2 separate regions of the Mus musculus genome follow, and region 2 is linked to region 1. A link is a contact called in public promoter capture Hi-C data. All regions are on one chromosome and are shown on one strand. The core of a region is the stretch at or near the end of the contact, and the rest is flanking DNA. Distances in the headings are between cores, read along the strand shown. Region 1 holds the start of Spn (sialophorin). Region 2 holds the start of Asphd1 (aspartate beta-hydroxylase domain containing 1).

The links. Capture Hi-C pulls out chosen DNA fragments and counts their contacts.
Region 2: a promoter capture Hi-C map of liver shows a contact between it and region 1. The contact joins the promoter of Asphd1 here to the promoter of Spn in region 1. A contact is called at or near these places in 7 of 39 promoter capture datasets (the 3T3-L1 cell line, the SN4741 cell line, cranial neural crest and 4 more), 2 of 484 Hi-C or Micro-C datasets (LSK cells and uterus), 7 of 115 datasets of contacts at active chromatin or transcription factors (the 230-238 cell line, SST interneurons, acute myeloid leukemia and 2 more) and 3 of 9 other capture datasets (adipose tissue, liver and pancreatic islet).

Annotation. Positions count from the first base shown.
Region 1 is chr7:127,136,532-127,139,141 of GRCm38.p6, reverse strand. Spn (sialophorin) reads left to right here and starts at 1,319. Exons shown (of 2, transcript NM_009259.5): 1 at 1,319-1,395; 2 at 1,775-2,610. The coding sequence starts at 1,809.
Region 2 is chr7:126,947,835-126,950,444 of GRCm38.p6, reverse strand. Asphd1 (aspartate beta-hydroxylase domain containing 1) reads left to right here and starts at 1,286. Exons shown (of 3, transcript NM_001347657.2): 1 at 1,286-2,174. The coding sequence starts at 1,316. It also overlaps a transcript of Kctd13 not described here.

The sequences.
Region 1 (2,610 bases), core at 70-2,569:
CAGCACTGAGGCCCTGGGATAAATCTGCATAAAACACCCCACTCAGCTAAAGACTTTTTGTTACTTTCTTTCTTAAAGATTTATTTTATTTATATGAGTACACGGTAGCAGTTTTCACACACACCCAGAAGAGGGCATCAGATCCCATTACAGATGGTTGTGAGTCACCATGTGGTTGCTGGGAATTGAACTCAGAACCTCTAGAGGAACAGTCAGTGCTCTTAACCACTGAGCCATCTCTCCAGCCCATGGTTAATTTTTTAATATAGGTCTTTCTAGAAGTTTTCTTTTCTTTTTTTTTTAATATTTATTTATTTATTGTATGTAAGTACACTGTAGCTGTCTTCAGACACTCCAGAAGAGGGCATCAGATTTCGTTAGGGATGGTTGTGAGTCACCATGTGGTTGCTGGGATTTGAACTCGGGACCTTCGGAAGAGCAGTCGGCGCTCTTAACCACTGAGCCACCATCTCACCAGCCCTAGAAGTTTTCTTTTTTAAATAAATCTATTATTATTATTATTATTATTATTATTATTATTATTATGAACAACTCTGTAGACCAGGCTGGCCTCGAACTCACAGAGATCCACATACCTCTGCTTCCTGAGTCCTGGGATTAAAGGTGTGCTCCACCACACCTGGCCGTTAAGTAAATCTTAATTTATTTTCATATTTGTATATGAGTACCTGTCTGTACCTATGTGGGTTGGTGCCCTTGGAGGCCAGAAGAGGACGTTGGATCCTCTGGATTATGGGGTGGTCGTGAGCCACCAAGCTGGAACTGAACAGGTCTCCTTCAAGGGCTCCAAACCTTTCAGCCATCGCTCTAGCTCTCCTAGTTCTCTAAGACCATAGCATGTGCAATGTTAGTACTAGCTTAAACTGGGGGCCACAGGAGTGACCTCAATTCCCTGTGGCTCTGGCAGGGTTCAGCAGCCCTAAAAACCTTTCAGGACCACGAGCAGAGTTGAGAGGTTTTCCCCGGCCCTGCAGCTTTCTTGGAGCTCTTCGGCAGGAAGTGCACCCACAGTCTCAGGGTCTCAGGTTCTGGCCAAACAGCTTGAGGAGCAAGGGAGGGAAAGGAAACGGTTCTCCCCTCCATATCTTCCACTCCACCCCTACTCCCCATCACTCATCTCTGACACTTGGACTCCAGTGAAAACCTAAGAATTCCCGTCTGGACCCCGAGCATCCTTTCATGCCTCCACTGAACCCTTGGGTCCCCACAAGCAACTATGGGAGTAGGAATGGGTGGGGCAGGATGCAGGGGTGGAGTGGGTGGAGCCAAGACCCACTTCCTTTCCCCCTGGGGCTCAGTCTGCCCCAGTCCTGACCAAGCCTCAGGAAGAACTGGAGGTACTTGCCCTGGCCCTGTGCCTTAACCATTAATCTGGTAAGAGGGTATGATCTTGCTGGGTACGGGGGTGGGGATGCTCAGAGGATGAAGGAATGTACCTATAGTTTGAAAAGATGAATAGGGTGAGGGGGTAAGGGAGTCCAGAGCCACGGGCTGGAACAATGAATGAAGGCCAGGGGGACATGGCTGCTCTGGAGTCTGAGCTGCCAAGGCCAGGGTGGGAGTCACTGGCGCCATCTGTTCCCCTGTTGTCTCTGATAATAGTGAAAGCAAGAATGGAAAAACAAAACAAAACAAAAAAAAAACGTTAAACCACAAGATGGGCTTGGCAGTTGGCAGGGAAGTGGGCAGAAGGAGTGGGGCTGGCCAAGTTTCCCTCCCCAACCGCGTTCTTCTGTAACTTCCCTACATTCAGGTCCCAACTCCTGCTCCTGCCTGTCCCTCTGGAGATGGCCTTGCACCTTCTCCTCCTCTTTGGGGCATGCTGGGTCCAGGTGGCGAGCCCAGACAGTCTGCAGAGGACGACGATGCTACCATCTACCCCACATATCACAGCTCCAAGTACCTCTGAAGCCCAGAATGCCAGCCCATCAGTTTCTGTGGGGTCAGGGACAGTGGACTCGAAGGAGACCATCAGCCCCTGGGGGCAGACCACAATCCCAGTTTCTTTGACCCCCTTGGAAACTACTGAATTGTCTTCTTTGGAGACTTCTGCTGGTGCCAGCATGAGCACCCCTGTACCTGAGCCTACTGCCTCTCAGGAAGTTTCCAGCAAGACATCAGCACTGCTTCCAGAACCATCAAATGTAGCCAGTGACCCTCCTGTCACTGCAGCCAATCCTGTGACAGACGGACCTGCAGCCAATCCTGTGACAGACGGAACTGCAGCATCTACATCTATCTCTAAAGGAACCAGTGCACCCCCCACCACTGTGACAACAAGCTCTAACGAGACCAGTGGACCCTCTGTGGCTACAACAGTAAGCTCCAAGACCAGTGGTCCCCCTGTCACCACAGCTACTGGGTCTCTGGGGCCCTCGAGTGAGATGCATGGACTCCCTGCTACCACAGCAACCAGTTCTGTGGAGAGTTCCAGTGTGGCCCGTGGCACCTCAGTTTCCAGCAGAAAAACATCCACGACGTCTACCCAAGATCCCATAACCACCAGGTCACCAAGCCAAGAATCAAGTGGCATGTTACTGGTGCCCATGCTTATTGCCTTGGTGGTGGTTTTGGCCCTCGTGGCGCTAC
Region 2 (2,610 bases), core at 37-2,536, 190 kb after region 1:
GAGGAAGGAGGGATGCCGAGCCAGGACTGCACTTCCCGAGGCCCCTAGGGGAGAGGAAGGAAACTCTGGTCCCAGTAGTAATTAGGTTCCCTCCCGGCGCCATTCCAGAACATCTGGTATCTGCACCTGGTCTTCCTAAGGTGTCAAGAGTAGGCACAGCTTGGTTCACGTCTTCCTGGCCTGTCCAGTATGTCCTCTGTCCACACCCGGACCTCCCCGCGGGCCTTCACTATGCCCTTTATGGAAGCTCAGGTGGGATGGGCTCGCCCCTCCCGCAGGAAAATGGGGAGTATCCAGGTTTGTAAGGAGCCTGATGGGTATGTGTTGAGACTCCCTTCTCTAGCAGGCGACCTGACAGAGACCTGCAGCCTAGCGGCTACCACCCGTGATCTACTGGCTCTGCCACTGAGCAAGCGAGTGCCCTTTCAGCACCTGGGCGCGAGGACAGCTCCCGGCCCCGCCTGCACGGGCGGCCTTGAAGCCACTGATTGGCTGAAGCCGCTTTCGCGAACCCGCGTCTTGCTCTGTGCTGGCTCTGGCGTAGCCAAGCCAGGGGAAAGGGGAGTCACAGGCCGACCTCTCCAGGGACCCGCAGGCCCACGGCCGGACTCGCAGTTCCAGAGCACCGGCCTCACGAGCGGGTCAGGGCTCTCGCCCCGCCCCCGAGTCTGCCCTGCCCTTCTTTTCGCATTGCGGGGCGGCTAGAGGTTGGCACTGTGTCCCTGTACCCCACGTGGCGCTCGGTCAGGGCTGGGGGAGGGGGTCTGGAGCGGCAAATCCAGAGAGAAGTCTCCCCCCACCCCCCTTGCAGGGCTGGGCTGCGGCTGCCTCTGGGAGGGGTCCTGGGTAGCTAAACAGAGAGGGTTGCGGGAAGGAGTGACGTCAGGGTGAGTGGGCGCCCAAGAAGGGGTGTGTAGGAGGTCGGGAATCGGAGAGGACAGACCCGACCCTTTCGAGGGAGAAGACAGGTCAAGGAGAGAGGAAAGAGAAAGAGCCGCTATAGAGTGGGGCTGCGGGCCAGGTGGAGTAGGAACCGCTGTTGTCAGGGGAAGCTAGAAGAAAAAGAAGGGGTCGATAAGGAAAGGGGGGCTGGAGTGGAGGGAGGAGAAACCAGCTGAGACTGGGAGACTGAGGGTGGAGAGAGGAAAGGAAGAGGAGACTGCGGGAAGGGGAAAGGAGAGAGGAACCACAGAAGGAAGAGAGAACAAGAGTGATCTCCGAGTGGAGACAAATAGAAAAGGAAGGGGAGAAAGAAAGAGGGAAGTGAGGGGAAGGTTTGTTGGGGGGCCTGTAGGAGGAGTGAACAGGAGTGGGGATGTGGAAGGGAGGGAATCAGGAAGCAGTCATCGAGGGGTCAGGTGGAGAACTGGGGGTACCAGGGAGCTGGGGTCTGCAAGATGCAGCTTGCCACTTAGCCAGGGCCTCTTTGCCTATCATGTTTCCATGGCCACTGCCTCTAGGCTCCTCAGCCCTTACTATGCTCCTCGGAGCCCTCACTTCTCTGTTCCTTTGGTATTGCTACCGACTGGGTTCCCAAGACATGCAGGCCCTGGGGACCGGGAGCCGAGCTGGGGGTGTTAGTGGTATGCCTGATGTATGTTCTCAGACTGGCCCAAGGGGCCTTGGGGATTCTGGAGAAGGACCCAGGGCAGAAGGTCTAGTGAGCAGGCGGCTTCGGGCCTATGCCAGGCGTTACTCCTGGGCTGGGATGGGTAGGGTGAGGCGGGCAGCTCAGGGAGGCTCTGGCCTCACAGGAGGGGCAGGGGTCATGGGCATTCAGCGCCCTGGCTTACTTTTTCTACCAGACCTGCCTTCGTCCCCCTTTGTACCACGTGATGCCCAGAGGCATGACGTGGAGCTCCTACAGAGCAGCTTTCCCGCCATTTTGCGGGACTTCGGGGCTGTGAGCTGGGACTTCTCAGGAACTACTCCTCTGCCTCGGGGCTGGTCCCCACCCCTGGCCCCTGGGTGCTACCAGCTCCTGCTGTACCAAGCAGGCCGATGCCAACCCAGCAACTGCCGGCGGTGCCCAGGAGCCTATCGGGCACTGAGGGGGCTACGGAGCTTCATGAGTGCCAATACCTTCGGCAATGCTGGCTTTTCCGTTCTACTGCCTGGGGCCCGGCTTGAGGGCCGCTGTGGACCCACCAATGCTCGGGTTAGATGCCATCTGGGTGAGTATAGCCTGTCTACAAACCTTCCATCTTTCCTACTTTACTACCTCTTTCTGCACTTTGGTTCTTTTCTCAGAATCTTCCCCAACCAGATCTGAGTTCTGTTTTTATGCATCTATCCAGTCAGTGGTGGCTTACACAGTGTCCCACGCTGACTCTTTGTCTCCAACCACCAGCCACCCTCCCCCCTTTTAACTTAAAAGAAATTCTCACTGAAATGTAAGTGGTCAGTGTTACTTGCCCTGAAGAGGAAATACCCAGAAAATGAATTTTAAATTGTAAAAAGAGACTGCTTGGAGCAGGGCATGGTCTTGCATGCCTGTAATCTCAGCACCTGGGAGACTGAGGCGAGGATCACAAGTCTGAGGCAAGCCTGGGTCTTATTTCTCTTTTATTTAGTCTAGGGAGTATAGTGAGATAATCTACATCTCACTAT